Linked DNA regions of Mus musculus: all the other regions are linked to region 1. A link is a contact called in public promoter capture Hi-C data. All regions are on one chromosome and are shown on one strand. Each heading gives the region's core, a stretch centred on a gene start, on an enhancer-like site or on the middle of the called end of the contact. The rest is flanking DNA. Distances are from core to core; before and after follow the strand shown. Region 1 holds the start of Ftsj1 (FtsJ RNA methyltransferase homolog 1 (E. coli)). Region 2 holds the start of Ccdc22 (coiled-coil domain containing 22). Region 3 holds the start of Prickle3 (prickle planar cell polarity protein 3). Region 4 holds the start of Gpkow (G patch domain and KOW motifs). Region 5 holds the start of Usp27x (ubiquitin specific peptidase 27, X chromosome). Region 6 holds the start of Wdr45 (WD repeat domain 45).

The links. Promoter capture Hi-C pulls out the DNA fragments that hold promoters and counts their contacts. Capture Hi-C pulls out chosen DNA fragments and counts their contacts.
Region 2: a contact with region 1 is called in a promoter capture Hi-C map of erythroid cells, with 22 times the contacts expected there. The contact joins the promoter of Ccdc22 here to the promoter of Ftsj1 in region 1. A contact is called at or near these places in 4 of 39 promoter capture datasets (erythroid cells, liver and pre-B cells) and 1 of 9 other capture datasets (adipose tissue).
Region 3: a promoter capture Hi-C map of liver shows a contact between it and region 1, with 2.3 times the contacts expected there. The contact joins the promoter of Prickle3 here to the promoter of Ftsj1 in region 1. A contact is called at or near these places in 2 of 39 promoter capture datasets (liver and pre-B cells).
Region 4: a contact with region 1 is called in a promoter capture Hi-C map of pre-B cells, with 4 times the contacts expected there. The contact joins the promoter of Gpkow here to the promoter of Ftsj1 in region 1. A contact is called at or near these places in 3 of 39 promoter capture datasets (liver and pre-B cells), 1 of 115 datasets of contacts at active chromatin or transcription factors (memory CD8 T cells) and 1 of 9 other capture datasets (liver).
Region 5: a promoter capture Hi-C map of adipose tissue shows a contact between it and region 1, with 4 times the contacts expected there. The contact joins the promoter of Usp27x here to the promoter of Ftsj1 in region 1. A contact is called at or near these places in 2 of 9 other capture datasets (adipose tissue and liver).
Region 6: a promoter capture Hi-C map of pre-B cells shows a contact between it and region 1, with 5 times the contacts expected there. The contact joins the promoter of Wdr45 here to the promoter of Ftsj1 in region 1. A contact is called at or near these places in 7 of 39 promoter capture datasets (3T3-L1-derived adipocytes, embryonic stem cells, hematopoietic stem and progenitor cells and 3 more) and 1 of 115 datasets of contacts at active chromatin or transcription factors (embryonic stem cells).

What each region holds. Positions count from the first base shown.
Region 1 is chrX:8,251,007-8,253,706 of GRCm38.p6, forward strand. It overlaps Ftsj1 (FtsJ RNA methyltransferase homolog 1 (E. coli)), which reads right to left and starts at 1,400. Exons shown (of 13, transcript NM_001290430.1): 1 at 1,166-1,400; 2 at 1-31.
Region 2 is chrX:7,603,978-7,606,677 of GRCm38.p6, forward strand. It overlaps Ccdc22 (coiled-coil domain containing 22), which reads right to left and starts at 1,443. Exons shown (of 17, transcript NM_138603.3): 1 at 1,267-1,443; 2 at 183-360. The coding sequence starts at 1,316.
Region 3 is chrX:7,655,759-7,658,707 of GRCm38.p6, forward strand. Prickle3 (prickle planar cell polarity protein 3) reads left to right here and starts at 1,621. Exons shown (of 9, transcript NM_001290624.1): 1 at 1,621-1,742; 2 at 2,863-2,948. The coding sequence starts at 1,701.
Region 4 is chrX:7,695,796-7,698,495 of GRCm38.p6, forward strand. It overlaps Gpkow (G patch domain and KOW motifs), which reads left to right and starts at 1,339. Exons shown (of 11, transcript NM_173747.3): 1 at 1,339-1,600; 2 at 2,698-2,700. The coding sequence starts at 1,431.
Region 5 is chrX:7,374,386-7,377,089 of GRCm38.p6, forward strand. It overlaps Usp27x (ubiquitin specific peptidase 27, X chromosome), which reads right to left and starts at 1,445. Exons shown (of 1, transcript NM_019461.4): 1 at 1-1,445. The coding sequence starts at 476. Gm14379 (predicted gene 14379) reads left to right here and starts at 1,540. Exons shown (of 2, transcript NR_026741.1): 1 at 1,540-1,898; 2 at 2,139-2,704.
Region 6 is chrX:7,720,891-7,723,590 of GRCm38.p6, forward strand. It overlaps Wdr45 (WD repeat domain 45), which reads left to right and starts at 1,330. Exons shown (of 11, transcript NM_001290792.1): 1 at 1,330-1,488.

The sequences.
Region 1 (2,700 bases), core at 150-2,649:
CTGCTGGCAGACAGTGTGTGCTGATGCTGTCCTGCGCAGGTCAAAGAAAACAAAGTACAGCTAACTGAGTTCATGGGTCCCACACGACAGTCAGCTCATTCAACACATGGAACCCGAAGCCCAGGACCTTATCATGAACTCTCAGGCCCTTTTTCTGATCACATTTAGGTCCCCATCTCTGAGGGACATCACAGACTCCACAGTTAACTGACAGAGGACCCACTACTGACTCTGCTCTCTTCCAACTACTGTCACGGACACACTACACAAGTAATCTCTCTCGCAACCATTTTCTCTGCCCATTTCATCTCTATCAACACCTGACCGTCTCTAGTTATTTCCATTATCTTTAGAGTCACAGAACCCTACTACTCCCTCCATTAAGTCCTTGCTTTTCACACCTATTACCCGACACAACCTCATTCCATCTCCCATAGCCTAATCTCTCTCTCTCTCTCTCCACTCTGCAGTCCACCAATTCCATCATAGATTAAGCTTCCAGTCATTAGTTACTACCACCTTAATCCCCACTAATGCCTGGAGGACCATGACCTGTTAGGGCTCCATTACACCAATTTACCAGCTCCATTAACTCAGCCCTCCAACCAACCTCTCAAAGATCACACGAGTGGCCTTTGGGATCCTTTGCATCAATACAAAGATTACCTCTGTCACTCATATAGCTTCTATTTTGTCTTTCGTCACTGACCCCATTAGTTTAGCACTCTGCCTACGCACCTGTTATTCTCTCCAGAACCTCACCAATACGATTACTATGTAAACTGCCAAATAGCCACCACTTTTATTATTAGCCTTCATTAATTTTCCAGCAGACACAGCACCACGAGTGTAATACCTTCAAGACCCATCTTTTAGTAACATCCCTAAGACCATCTGCAGAGCCTCAAAGACCATCAGCCCATCAGAACCGCCAAATACCCTTCAAGTCGGCCCAGCAGATAGCAGATCAGTTGTGTAGCTCTATGCTGCACCCCGTTCGAGTTCACCTAACAATCTAGTTCCCTGCTCTAGGCAAGCTTCTCGGGGCTTGACTGAACTATGCAGCTGCAGTACCGAGAGTGAATCCCCTCATCCCGAGTTGGAGACAGGGCAGGCATGCCTCCAGTCTCGGTCCCTTTCAAGTCATCAGTGCCCTAGGACCTACCTCAGCTCTTGGATACAGAGCGTGGCTGTTCACCAGCCTCGAGAACAGTTTGCAAACTGAAAATTACAGACTCCAGTTGGTGTTCGGAGTGGACCCGAAGGCCTGTCGTACACGCCTAGAGGTTGTCGCCACGCGGTAAAGTTTGCTTTGTAAAACAGTTCAGTTCCACGGAGATCCAGACCGGAGCACAACGTATGACGTTAGTCTCGTCATCTTGTGTCGACATATCCCGGTCACAGGAACTTCAGTTCCCAGAATGCAACTGACATCGTCTGGCCAATAGTTTTGCAAGGCTTGTGAACCGGCTCTTTGTTCTTTGTTTCAAGGCCAGGGTCCTATAGCTGCGATCCGGAGCAAGATCCTGAGTTCTCGGCTAGTCTGGCTACACGGAGAGACCTTGACGTGGGAAACTTCCACCCCTCCCCCATCGCCCGCTCACTCAGACAAGATAACTTACTTGGCCGCCTTTTCCCTTTTACATCGGGACGGTTATTTAACCTATGTACTACATTTCCCAAAATTCAGCGGGCACGACCACGCCCATTTTTCTTTAAGTCTGGAGGGAAAGGAAATTACGCAAAGGGGGTGGAGCGTGACCACGCGAAGTGAAAAGTCTGTTGCGAAAGCAAGCTAACCTGGAGGCTACGGCGAGCAATTTTGAATTTTACTACCGGGAAGCTACCGCATACGATTTGCAATTTTGAATCCTACTTCTACCGGTTGACTGAAGTGCTTTCAATTTTGCCACCTTAGAACTTTAGTTTCCTCATCTGAAAAGAAGGGATAATCACCTATCTAGAATTCACGGTGTTAATCGGATGCACATCCTTTTCTAATTGTATATTTTCCAAATACTTTTTAATACATTTTAACCACCACCACTGCCCTCACCGCCTCCACCCGCACCACTGAAAAGCATGTCTACGGATTTGCGAGACGCACTGAGTAGAGGCTCTTGCCGCCAAATCTGACCACCCAAGTTCGATTCCCCATACACAAGGTCATGGATGGAAGAAGACTGATTCCTGCAAGTTGTCCTTTGATCCCCAACATGCGCACTTGTCACGCGCCCCCTCCCCCAAATAAATAAATAAATAAATAAATAAATAAATAAATAAACGGACGAACGAACGAATGAATAAATACATGTATGAATGAATAAAAGTTTTGTATTTTTTGTTTTTCCTTTTTCCTTCCTTCTCTCTCTTTCTTTCTTTCTTTCTTTCTTTCTTTCTTTCTTTCTTTCTTTCTTCCTTTCTTCCTTTCTTCCTTTCTTCCTTTCTTCCTTTCTTCCTTCCTTCCTTCCTTCCTTCCTTCCTTCCTTCCTTCCTTTCTTTCTTTCTTTTTGTTTTTTGTTTTTTGTTTTTTCGAGACAGGGTTTCTCTGTATAGCCCTGGCTGTCCTGGAACTCACTCTGTAGATCAGGCTGGCTTCGAACTCAGAGATCTGCCTGTCTTTGCCTCCCAAGTGCTGGGATTAAAGGCGTGCACCACCACTGCCCGGCGAATAAAAGTTTAAAGCATATATGCATGTAT
Region 2 (2,700 bases), core at 193-2,692, 650 kb before region 1:
TTAGGGTCACACAGAAAGCGTGAACTGAACTAGGTAGGGTCTGAACTAGTCACACAGTTTGGCTACAGAGGCAGCAGCTTTAGCTATACAAAGGGACAGAGAAGAAGGCAAGTGTCAAAGAACTTGGCGACTTTGTGAAAAAGGAAGGAAGACAGTGTGCACACTGGGAGGAGGGCACTCACCATGCAGGCCTGGGCCAGACTCATGGCCAGGCGGAAGCGGGCAGACATGGCTGGTGGTAGCAAGTGACTGAGGCCAGAGCCCACATCAGGATTAATCACTCGAAGGCATCGGACCACAGCCTCTACGACCAGCTCAGTGGTGAAAGCTCGCAGAGTCTGCACTTCTGGAGGAACTGCCCTAAAAAGGAAAGCACCAGGCTTGAGTAGTTAGGAAACAAAGTACAGACTTCTAGAGAGGGAATGCTCTAGAATCCAGGTCGGGGCAGGGAACAACCAAGGCTTCAACAGATCCTGGGTGCTGGTGACTATGACCTTTACTTAGTCCTAAGACCTCGGTGAATGAGGGTGACCTGAATTCAGAAAAGTCTCAAACTCCCCTACACTTCAAAGTTTCCAACCTCTGGGATCTGCAAAAGTGAAAATGGTCCAAGTGGCACAGTCTCCATATTTCTGGGCACCAGGACATTGTTCTTTGCATGGCAAGGCCTCCTAGATCTACGAGGTTTGGGAAAGCTACATAGGAAGAGGCTGGAGTTTTCAGAAGTCTCAAATGTCAGGGTCAATAAATAGAAATAAAAAATCGGGCATCCTAAATTTTGGCATCAAGGACTTTTAGGTCCCTCAAATAGTGCATCCTTTGTGTTCCTGTGTTACCAAGTGCTGCTACTGTCAGAATGTAGGGCCCTGGTATTTTGATAAGTCCTGGGAGTTTCAGGAGTTATTGTTCGAAGATCAAGTTGCCAGTCTCAGGAATTCTGGAGACTCTGGGTGCCAGACTCCTGTGTTATCAGTTTCCTGGTGTGGGTGTCCTGGAACCTCTAGATATCAGGATCCCAGCATATGCAGGTCTCAGTTTGTAAGGTGTCTGAGTCCTCGAGGTTTTACCCAATGTCCACATCAAAGTATTTAGGAAAGTCATGATGTTAGAGTGTAAGCAGGGAGGAGGAGGAGAGGCTTCGGAATCCTGTAAGTTTGGGCCTTTGGGTGTCAAGGTCTTCATTTTAAGGTTCCCGGGTAATGGGGGTCCTAGGATTTGGAGTCCCGGATGTGAGCAATTGGAGGCGACTGGGGGTTGCGTACTTACGTGCCCGCCTGGCGCAAGGAATGGATGAGGATTCGGTCAGCCTCCTCCATGGTGGAGTTAATTCTAACTCCGGGGCTGGGTCTAGGACCAGATCAGAGAAATTGGAGCTCTCCGCGCTGCTCTCGGCGCGGCGAGGACAGAGAGTCACGTGCCGCGCGAGGAACATTGGGAAATGTAGTTCTAAGGAGTGAGCGTTGCGCAGGCAGCGGCGCTGGAGGCGGGGTGTGAATTACGTAATGGCTCCTGGAAGTTGTAGTTCTTTCACTTGTAGTCCCATGGTCTCCTCCAAGGGAAAAAAAAAGGAAATGGGCTGGGGAGTTGAGAGACAGGACAGAGAAAAATTTTCATTTATAAGACACGTTCATCTTCCAAGCTATAAAAGTTTATACGTGTACAAAATGACTGTTCCCCCGTGTCTTGCTAGCCTCATCTGTAAAGTGAGAATTTGGATAATACCTTCTTCCTAGGGTTAAGACATAATTGCTACGACTGGGGATGTGACTCAGGATAGCCTCACAACCTGAGTTCTCTCCCTGAGATCCACATGGTGGAAGGCAGGAAATGACTTGATAAGAGTCTGAATTCCACGTGTGCACTGTGACACATTTATGCTCGTGAGCACACACAAAAGGATCATAAATAGATTTTAAATAAATAAAACAAACGTCATTGCTCGAGTAAACCTACTTAACCACCAACCACAACAAACTGAGGTCGATCCTCCCTGGGACCCAAGAGACATAAAAAGAGAATGGACTCCTACAAAATGTCCTCTGACATCTACACATGTGCAGCAGTACCACTATCATGCACACAAAATAGATGGAAAAAGCAAAGAATTACTAGACCAGGCGTAGTGGTAAACATCTGTAATCTCAGCACCTGTCCCAAGTGTAGATTGGGCTACAGAAGGAGATCACCTCCTTATGAAACCATTCCTTATTGAACAGCCTCTTTTGTCTCTACTATCCAGTAGTGCTAACATTTGTCATAATCACACATACACATCACATACTTGACTCAGTTTCTGAACTAAGCTCTCTCTCTCTCTCTCTCTCTCTCTCTCTCTCTCTCTCTCTCTCTCTCTCTTTCTCCTCTCGTTGTGCTATCCTGTCTTGCTTTGGTTTGGTTTTCAGACAACAAAATCTTGCAATGTAGCCCAGGCTGGCCTCAAAATTGTAATAATAATATTTCTTTCTCCCAAGTGCTAGGATTAAAGGCTTGTACCACCGCCCCTGACTGTATTCTATTTTTAATTACTGTAGATTTACAATGAGTCTTGATATCATATATGGCAAGCCCTCCCATCTTGTTGTCTTGTTCTTTTTCAAAATGGATTTGGCTTTTTTGTTTTTTGGTTTTGGGGTTTTTTGTTGTTGGTGGTGGTGTTTTGGTATTTTGTTTTTGTTTTTGTTTTTATTTTTTGTCATTTGT
Region 3 (2,949 bases), core at 371-2,870, 600 kb before region 1:
TCTTTTAAAATTAAAAGTCTCTTAACTGTGGGCTCCACTAAAATACTTCAAGAGGGAAAAATATCAGGGCACAGTCACAATCAAAAGCAAAAATCAATCTCCAACCATCCAATGTCTGGGATCCAACTCACAATCTTCTGGGCTCCTCCAAGGGCTTGGGTCACTTCTCCAGCCATGCCCTTTGTAGCACACACGTTGTCTTCTAGGCTCCAGATGCCTGGACTCCACTGCTGCTGCTGTCCTTAATGGTCATCTCATGGTACTGGCATCTCCAAACACTACTGTCTTCTGCTGTAACTAGGCTTCACCAACAGCCTCTCATAGGCTCTCTTCATGGTGCCAAGCCTCAACTCCTTTGCATGACCCCTTCTGTCCTGGGCCATCAGTTGCAACTGAGGCTGCACCTTCACCACTGGCCCCATGGCCTCTCTCAGTGCCGAGCCTCAGCTGCTCTGCGTGACCCCTTCATGCCTACAAAACCAGTGCCACCTGGGTGACTCTTACACATTACCAAGTCCAGCCACAGCACAAGGTACAACCTTGGCTATCTCTGGAACACAGCCTCTTTGTGCTCTCAGAAAACACTTCCCAGAAGATTTCACCTCAGTGATGCTGGTCTCTTCTTAATCACGGCTAATTTCTTAGCTCCAGCTAACCAGCATCAGTAGTCCCAGTAATGCAAAGTTTTCTCTTTGTTTTGTTTTTGTTTTGTTTTTTTCGAGACAGGGTTTCTCTGTATAGCCCTGGCTGTCCTGGACCTCACTTTGTAGAGCAGGCTGGCCTCGAACTCAGAGATCCACCTGCCTCTGCCTCCCAAGTGCTGGGATTAAAGGCGTGTGCCACCACTCCCGGCTTCAAAGTTTTCCCTTTAATAGTTCTGGTATCTTGTTAATCACAGCTGATTCTTCAGCCCCAACTAACTAAAACCACAGAATCTTCACAATCAAAACAGCAATGGCCCTGAAAAGAGTCTTTAATCTTCTCTGGAATTTCACAAGCCAGACCTCCATCTTCTGCACTGTTCTCAACATTATCTTCCAGCCTCCTACACAACATCCCACAGAGCTTTTAACACCGAATGGATCTTCTAGCTCAAAGTTCCAAAGTCCTTCCACAGTCCTCCCCCAAACATGGTCAGGTTGTCACAGGAATACCCCACTATGCTGGTACCAAAATGGAACAGATCTAGCAGGATGCTGAGCGCCACAGAACACCAGCTACCACTGAAGATGAAGTTGGGATGGTCCTTGTAACGCTCACCCCGGGAAAAGAGAACCTGGGAAGGGACCAAGAGGTGGCTTTGACCCCTGTCCCCCAAAGCTTTCAAGACCCTATTCTTAGAAACAAGCACTCTAGTGTAACACTCTCACCATGTCTCCACATCCAAACCGTTTGCTTCCGGCTTTCCAACACTAAAGGCCATGCGGCACCGAGGGATACTGAAGGCTCAGCCTTCTGACAGTCTGCTCCGGCTCTAGCCCTGGGATGAACGCCAATAATGGGCTTTCCAGCAAGGCACTCACCTTTAGATAGGGGACACCAGGGTGACTGAGACACTACACAGGCCGTGGGGCGGGCCCTAGAAAGCGTGCTCCTCCCACTAAGTCAAGTTTACGGAACAGAGCTGCCAGGCCCGACGCGCCGTGGCAGCCGACTCCATTCGTCGGAACCAGCCGTGCTTGAATCTGTCTGGGCGCGCCATGTTCGCGCGTGGGTCCCGGAGGCGCCGCTCTGGGCGTGCGGTGAGCAGGGCTCAGGACAGTGGTGGGGGTCAGGGGTAAACTAAGATCCAGGCGAGGGGGGCAGGGCACCGGGACAGAGGGGAGGCACCCTAAGGGAGGATCTGGGAACTCCCTTCCCCAGCTTTCCCAGACTGGGGCACAGAGACTGAAGTAGAATCCTGGATGCAAAAACGTGTAGATATGGTGGCTCAAGCCCCTAACACGCCTCATACTTTTATCACTGTTGCAATCTGGGGATGCCCCCCTTATCTGTGAATTAATCTGAAAGGTGAAAAGAATAGGGGCTTGAGATTTGAGGTTGAGCAAGAGTGGGGTATCCTGAGTGTCTGATTAAGGGACCTCATACATTGAAGGACTGTAGAGTGAAAGTGGGGGTCCTTCATCCCTGGGTACCAAGAGTCAATGAACTAAGATTTAGGATCAGAAGAATTTCAGGTTTCCATCGGAGTCTGGAAGCTGACCTCCTAGATAGGATGGTGTCTCTCTTGTTTTGAAAGATCTTTAACCAAGAAAGGTGGAATCTGGACCAAAAAAGAGAGTAGTCCTAAACTATGACGGGTAAAGAGAAAGATTTCTTGGGCTAGGGCTTTCTGAATGGAGCAGGGATGGCCTGCGGTCCTCAGGTAGGAGAGATGGAGCCAGGGTTTGGGGGAGGGGCGGGAGAACTTCTGAGGGAATGGCATTGCCCAGAGTCCATGAGGGATCCCAGGGAAAGGAGAGGTTCTCAGACGCCTGCCCTGTGGGACTGGAGTGCTGCTGGAGCCCTGGATATTGAAGGGAGACTTGGGAGGGAATGCCCAGACTAGGGTCTCTGCTCTAGTAGGTAGAGGACTCTCTCTCTGACAGACCTGTCTGAGAACTAAAGAGGGACAGACCAGCCCAGACAGAAGAATTCCCTGGAAAGGGAATACAGGAAAGTAGTCTCAGCTGCCCTGCCTCTGATTTGAATGCTTCCTCCTCCCCCGCGCTCCAGGCGCGGTCTCAGCCTGCCCAGCGCTGCCCCCAGTAAGACAGGCCCCAGCCTGCGGTTGTGAGCCTGGGAGTGGAGTAGCAGGCGTTGACTTCTTCCTCCCTCCTCCCACACCTTATTTCTTCTTGCATCTGCTCCCACCCACCACAGCCTCCAGAGGCAGAGGACCCTGCCCGCGGCCAGCCTTGCAATTCCTGCAGGGAACAGTGCCCAGGCTTCCTGCTGCATGGCTGGAGG
Region 4 (2,700 bases), core at 89-2,588, 560 kb before region 1:
GTCAAGGTTTTATTGCTTCAATGAAACACCATAACCAAAAAGCAAGTTGGGGAGGAAAAGGTTTTATTTGGCTTACACTTTCACATCACTGTTCATCATTGAAGGACAAGAACTCAAACACGGCAGGAACCTGGATGGGTACTGCTTACTGGCTTGCTCCCTGTGGCATGCTCAACCTGCTTTGTTACAGCACCCAGGACCACCAGCCCAGGGATAACACCACCCAAATGGGCTAGGCCCTCCTCTATTAATCACTAATTGAGAAAATGCCCTATAGCTGGATTTTATAGAAGCATTTCCTCGGGGCTGGCAAGATGGTTCAGTGGTTAAAAGCATTGACTACTCTTCCAAATGGGTCCTGAGTTCAAATCCCAGGAACCACATGGTGGCTCACAACCATCTATAATGAAATCTGACTCCCTCTTCTGGAGTGTCTGAAAACAGCTACAGATAATAATAGATAAATAAATCTTTTTTTAAAAAAAAGCATTTCCTCAACTGAGACTCCTTCCTCTCTGACTACTCCAGCTTGTCTCAAGTTGACACACAAAACCAGCCACTGCACAGTTATTCACTTTACATATAATTAGATAAAATTTGTTTTCATATTTTATTCATTTGTTCATGTTTACATGTATATGTGTTCATGCATAGCATGGCACTTGTGGTGCCGTCAGAGGCAACTAGTGGCTAACTCTATCTTTTTACTATGTAGGATCTTCAAGAACTCAGGTCTTCAGCTTTTGTAGCAGACACTATTACCCATTAAGTCATCTTGTGTAAATGAAACTTTTTTTTTTGGGGGGGGGGGTTCGAGACAAGGTCTCTCTGTGTACCCCTGGCTGTCCTGAACGCCTGCCTCTGCCTCCCAAGTGCTGGGATTAAAGGTGTGCGCCACCACTGCCCGGCAGTAAATGTAACTTTTATTTGCCTGATGTAATTGTTGTCTCCATGGTTTACTGCTTTCATCTGCTAAAGTAGACCTAGCCCTGGAAGCCTCCAGCCTCTATCAGTAAGGTTCACATTGTGGAAGCACATTATGAGTTTTATTTATTTTGTTTTGTGTATATAAACATTTTGCCTGAATTTATGTTCGTGCATCACATGCGTGCATGGTGCCTGAGGATGTCGGGAAAGGGTATAGGATACTCTAGAACTGAATTCATAGCGGTTGAATACCGAGGAATAACCTAATCAATCTTCCACAGCGGCTATACCACTGAGAACTACATTTCCCAGGATGCCGTATGGCACGTTCCTATGACGTTTCAAAGAGTTTCTGCGCCCTGATTCCTGTTTCCCACGGCTACAAGGCACTTGTCTTTGAGGCGTTGCATGCTGGGATTGATTCTTACGTTTCCCGGCCAGCCCCTCACGGCTCGAGCTAAACTTCCCAGCAAGCGGAGCGCTCGCCTGTGACTCGAGCGAAGATGGCGGGCCGTGAGAGTCCGCCGCCGTCTGCCCCGTCAATGGCTCCAATTTCTTTCGGGTTCACTCGCACGTCTGTCCGGAGGCGACTGGCAGACCTCGGAGATAGCGAAAGACAGGCCCCAGAGGAGAAAGATTTCTTGGCGACCGTGGAAGGGAGGAAGCTGCAGAGGTGAAACGCCGGGTCTTTCGCGTTTTGGAAATCTGTGAAATGGGCTTAAGCAGGAGGGCAGAGTAAGAGTTGTTTGTCCTGGTGACAGTGGCCTGGAAAGCCTGAAACACTGCCTCGGGAAATTTATGGAGGTAACCAGGAGTGGCGGCAAACGCCTATAAGTCAGGACCTGGGAGGCTGGCGCAGGAGGATCAGGAATTGAACGCTAGCCTGGGCAACTAAAAAACAAACAGGAAGAACATAAGAATGTAAGGGCAAGAAGAGGGAGGTTTGTTAGGTGGGTGAAATGGGGCCTGAGAACCAGAGGTATAGATTCCTCAGAAAAAATGTCGTTGGGACTTGAGTATGTGTGCCTTTTGAGAAAGGGAAAGGAGGGAAAAATGACAGGATTCTTCCTGTCTCAGCTGAAATTGTGGGAGCTTCTCCGATTTGGAGAACTAGGCAAATTCAAGTCTGGGGAGGCCATCAGCAGTATAATTAAGTAAGAAACAAAGGTCCGAAAGGCCTAAGTGGGGGACTTGTAAAAGGCAGCTTGCCGGCCCGGAACCGGGAAGAATCTGGACTAAAGATGGTGATTTTTAGGCCATTGTGGTTGAAGGCCTAAGGCTGATTCCCACAAGACATACTTAAAGAGATCCATGGTTGTAATTCCAGCACTAGGGGATTGCACCAGGCTGACTGAGAGTTTATAAGACCAGCCTGAGCTAAATCGTGAGATGTCTCAAAAAAAAAAAAAAAAAAAAAAAAACGAGTGGACCTGTGAATAGTAACCTGTGAACATGGTCCATAGGACTGGGCATTGATCTTTCTTTCTTTCTTTCTGGCCATTGAAATTGATTTTCTTTGTTTCCTAACCTCCTTTCTATCTTGATATTTATACTTTCTTTCTTTGGAGGGGGCGTCAAGACAGGGTTCCTCTGCATCCTGGCTGTCCTGGAACTCACCCTGTAGATCGGGCAGGCCTTGAACTCAGAGATCCTCCTGCTTCTGCCTCCTGAGTGCTGCTGGAATTAAAGTCATGCGTCACCACTGCCGGCCTGATATTTCTGCTTTGTGACATGTCTACTTTCCCAACCTTTTTTCTCTCCCGACATAAGTGT
Region 5 (2,704 bases), core at 195-2,694, 880 kb before region 1:
CCTGCTAGATGACGAGCGTGTATCCACACCAGGTGCAGTAACTTATAGGGCACATGAGGAGATGGGTTTCCAGAATACAGCTCCCGAAAGAGCGACGACATCTCACAGACCAGACACAACTCAGGGCTGGGCATTTCACACCGGTGCCTGTCAGAGAGAAAGAAATCTCTCAGTATTGGAGTGTGGGTCAAGGCCTGGACAATGCAGTTCATAAAACACGTGTTGCCAAGATTAATTAGTCCTCGTAAGCCGATGGTAAAGCTGGAGGCGATCCTTCTTCTCCGTGGGTTGTGCCCCAGAAGTTCTAGTTCAGGTTTGGTCGTTTCCCAGGTGGGATATTTCTCCCCAAGTCCCGGCACTGAACACTGTTGCTGAGAAACCTCTGTCGAGGTGGACGCTTGTAATTTCAAGGCTTCTCCTTGCTCTTCTTTGGCAATTTGCTCAATGTCTATGTCATACACATAGTCTTTACACATGAAGCAGTATATGCCTCCATAATAAAGATCTACCGCTAAGTTGTGCTGTTTTGTCTCAGCGTGCTCGTGGATGTGTTTCTCTGTGAAGCAGCCAAAGAAGACGCAGGAAAGGCAAGAGTGGAGTCTGTTTAAATGGGTGCCACACACATGGCAGACGCACGACTTTGCCTTGCTTTTCCTGGTCTCTGGGGTTCCACACCACACGAAGCACTGGTAGATAACCCGCAATTCCTGCCTCCAGTTCTCTCCCACCTTAAAGCTGTTCACGTGGGAACAACCTGGTGGCCCCACAGCAAAATCCACATCCAGGCATCCGCCCCCAGGACCACGCCGGGGCCGGGGCCGGGGTGGGGGCCGTGGCCTAGGCTGCGGCGGGGTACGAAGCCTAGTCTGGGGCCGGGGCCGGGGTCGGCGGCGCGGGGCACGACTGCGACGCGGAGAGGGATCAGGGGGCCGCGGAGGGTCGGAGGGAAGGGTGGGGGGAGGAACCTCGTCGCCGCTGCCGCCAACACCGCTCTGCGCTGGGTTCTCATCCTTCGGCTCCTTCTCGGGCTGCCTCTCAGGCTCAGGCTCAGGCTCAGGCTCAGGCTCAGGCTCAGGCTCCTGTAAGGGCTCGGGTTCGGGCTCCGGCTCGGGCTCCGGCTTCTGTTCGGGTTCCGGCTCCGGCTGGGGCTCGGGCTCGGGCTCCGGCTCGGGCTCTGGCTGGGGCTCCGGCTCGGGCTCCCGCTCCGGCTCCGGCTCGGGCTCCCGCTCGGGCTCCCGCTCGGGCTCCGGCTCGGGCTCCGGCTCGGGCTCCTGCTCCAGCTCCAGCTTGAGCTCAGCCCCGCGGCCCGGACCCTCCGCGATCTCCACCTTCCCGGTGGCGTCCACCTTCCCTGCTGTCTCCACCTTCCCGGTGGCGTCCACCTTCCCGGCCGCCTCCACCTTCCCCTCCACCTTCTCCGCCTCCACCTTCCTCTATGCCTTCTCTCCCGTCTCCGCCGTCTCCGCCTCCTCCAGCCTCCTCCGCCTCCACTGGCTGCGACTCCTCCCCCTGCTCGTGGGGCTCGGGCGGCCACTGGGCGTGGTGGCGCGGGGGCCACGCAGACCTGGGGTGTCCCCGTCCGGACTGAGGGAGCGCGGTGGTTGTGGCAGCTGGACCCAAAAGGGACTTTCACTGAAGGAGGCGGCAGCGGAAGCAGGCGACGCCCCCGGGAATGCTCCCGCCGAAGCCCCCTAGCGGAGGCCGCTTCTGCAGCCAGGCCCCGTTTCCTTTAATTCAATATTTCCCAAACTTGCTGGTTCACGACAATCACGTGGGGGAGCGTGTTAAAATTACAGATTCCTCGGCTCCACCCGCAGGCCTACTGAATCAGACTCTTGAAGGGAGGTACTCCGGAACCTGGATCTCTAACTAGGGCCGGAGAAACTGCTAGTGATCAGGCAAGTTTGGGAAACACAGCTCTAATTCATTGAGGCTGGCGGGAAGTGGGGCGGGGACCGCGCAGTCTCTTTAAGGCGCTTCCAGCTCTCCGCTCCAATCGCTGCTCTGACCCCCTAGGCGGTCTCCTCCCCTCTAGTACTGCCCTCAAGGGTGCAGCTTCCCCTAGCCTGTGGGGCGGGGGGCCCGAAGGGTTGTCTTGTCTAGAAACGTTTCTGAGGCCATAAAATATCCCTTCACAGTCTGGTACTTGAGAATAAAGGCGGGAGCTCCGACATCCATCATTCCAGCGGCTGAACCTGCCTCCAGCAGCTGAACGTACCCCCAACATGTCTCAGTCTCCCCCTCTAGGTCCAACTCCTGCTCTCCCAGAAACGATGAAGCTCAAACTTTACTGGGGACCAGCCTGAACCCCAGATCTAGAGGGACAACAGTGCTCCCAAGGCCGCTCCACCTGAAGGGACATGTCTCTTTGAGAAACTTATCAGCCCATCCTGTGCTGGCTCCTTGCCTCCCACTCAGGCTCCAAAGGCCCTGGGTGGGATGACTGGTTGACAGCTGGCCTCCAGATACAGCACTCCAGATACTGAGCAGCCTGTGGGCAGAAACAGTCACTCCAAGGCCAGCAGGGGAAACCAGACACTGCAAGGCTGTTCCTACAGGTTGCACCTCCCTTACGCTGCAAGGAACCCAAACTACAAAGTCTGAGACCCATAAGATTTAGCAGAGTCTTGGGTGGGCAGCACGTAGGAATAAAGCGGGTATCTTTGGAGCTGCCAGTGAGGAGAGAGTCTGGGGGCCTGCTGTA
Region 6 (2,700 bases), core at 80-2,579, 530 kb before region 1:
CATGTATACACACACACAGAGAAATGGAAACAGTCAAAGAAAGGGAGTGTTGGCTGTGATTATTGTTTAACACATTTGATAGGTAAGGAAGCCAGGGCTCAGTGGGATTCAGCAACTTGCCTGTGGATGCACAGCTAAAGAATGGTACAGTAGCCGGGAGGAGGGAATCTTCTAAGGATATGGGATATAGAATAGAATCATATAAAGGGATAACAGGGGAAACTACAACAGAAGGATTAAGTATGGAGGTCAGTATAGAGGAGGGACTATAGAAAGGAAGGGGTGATTAAGACTAAAGGTCTTTAGGCCAGGCTGTGGTGGCGCACACCTTTAATCCCAGCACTTGGGAGGCTGAGGCAGGTGGATTTCTGAGTTTGAGGCCAGCCTGGTCTACAGAGTGAGTTCCAGGACAGCCAGGGCTATACAGAGAAACCCTGTCTCGAAAAAAATAAAAAAAAACATAAAAATTAAAATAAGTAAAGACAGAAGCAGAGTGTTAACTATTATGGCTCTGATTATGGTAAATGCAAGGTAGTTCCCCATTCTTCTTTCCCTTTTATTGACTTTTTTTTGTAACTCAGGATGGCACAAACCCTCCGATCCTGTTTCAACAGCCAGTACTAACTCGTTTATTATTTCTCACAACTGTCGTGCATATTGCACTTATCTCAACACTCTAATATTTCCAGTGTGCAATTTGGGGCCTTTTGTGTTTCCATGTAAGCATTCTCTGTTTGTAGCTTTTGTTAAAAAAGACAGGACCTCATGTAGCCCAAGACAACCTCGACTGTCCCTCGCCAACTACTAGCACTACAGGTGTGTGAGCAATCACGCCCGGAGCACTCACATTTTACGGTAACAAAGGATCTTTTTGTAAAGAGCTAGGAATAGGGTGGGGAAAAGAAAGTAAAATTCCACTCTTATCTTTCCCCTACTCAAGCTGATCTCAACTTTCAAGATCTTTTATTCCAGCCAGGAGCACCCAGAGCCACAAGGTAAACAAACATTGATAGCCACTCTAGCCCAACTCGGAGAACTCGTTAGCCTGGGAGGTTTGCCCCTCTATCTCTCCGTGAGTTAACGAGTTCAATGCTTGGCCCGCTTCCGTTTGGGGGTGGGGGCAAGCCCTTTCCCGGGTTCCCTTAGACAGTCCTGCCTTTGGGCAGTCTTTTGTGCCTCCAGTCCCCTAATCCGCCCTCATTCTTTTTCCGGAACTTCCCTCGGAGGACTCTACTACTGCTCGGGATGCTCCACAGGTCCGCCAAGTGGGTGAGAAGAGCCCTGGCTGGAGTCTCTGCCCAGAATGAGTCACTTCCGTTCACAGACTCCCTCCTCCGGAAGTAAGACCTGATGTAAACAGCAGAGCTGGGCACCAAAGCCCGGGAGGTCAGAAATTTGTGCCGCAGGCGGCACCAACGGCTAGGGCAGGGGTCGGGGAGGGGTGATCAAGTCGGCAGAGGTGACGCGCATCTGGAGCAAGATCCAAGGGTTGGTCACGGTCATGGGTTGGGTGTTTCTACTAGAGGTCTTGACAGGTGATGGATGGCTGGGGATATGGGGGCTTGAGTCGGTGCTGTCTTGGAAAGGATCATGGCTTTTGGGAGAGGGTGAGGCGTTTCAATTAGGGTTCTTCGTTAGTGTGGGCATTTGGAGCATAGATTTAAAAAGGGCTCTTGGAAGCTAGTGCTCTCCAGAGTATGGCTCATGTAGAAGCAAGACCCAAGTTTTACGCGAGAAAAGTAGATTTGCGATCTTAGCTGATAGGTGTGCCTGAAGAGAGGTCTTGGAAGAGATGGGATTTGAAAAAAGGACGAGGTTTTTAGGGCAGGAATGTTTAGGGGAGGGAGTCAGAGCAGCAGCAGCAGCAGCATTGGTAGGTTGAGGTTTTCCTAGGCAGGATATGGGTTTTTTTTTTGGGAGGGGGTGGGGCTAGCGTGCCCTAGGGCAGAACCTTCAAGAGATAGCATGGAGACAAAAGGGACAAATTTTAGGGGGAGGGGACTCATGAGTAACATTGTGTAAGCTTAGGGGTCGTGGGTAGACAGTATAGGGAATGGAATGTGTCACATGTGAAGAATTTGGAATGTCAGAGTAATGCCTCGGGTGTGGGGTAGGGTGTGGATTGGTCTTTAGGACTTAAGTAGAGGGAGTGGAGGGGGTTCTCAGGCTTGCCTTTGCCTTGAGAGTTGGTCATATGAGAGAAGGGTTTGGGGAAAGTATGCTGCATGGGAGGATGTAAATGAGATACCCTGGAGGCGAATAAGCCTCCAGGTAAAGTTAGAAGGGCTTGAGGAGGGCAGTTCTGTGGGTGATGGGCCATTCACGGCAGTGAAGATGCAGGAAACCTTAGCTTTTTTTTTTTTTTTTTGTTTTTTTTTTTTTTTTTTTTGAAACCTTAGCTTTTGTTCCACTATTTATTGACAGGTGGAGTTGGGTGCCGGTGTGCAGATGAATAGCTTGTAGAGAGGTTTGAGGTCATATCAAACATTAGAGCTAAGAATGGCTGGGAGGGGGGAGGAGGTACCATGGGATATTCCCTACCCCATTACCCCATGCTTGGTGTTTGTGCCTGTTATGAGGCTTTTTGTCATTATGGGCCGGGATACGTTCTGCCTGTGGTCTTGGTTTAAACAGATACTCTGAGGTATCCTCCACTTGTTTTTGTTTTTTACAGTCTGGCAAAGAAAAGTATCAAAATGG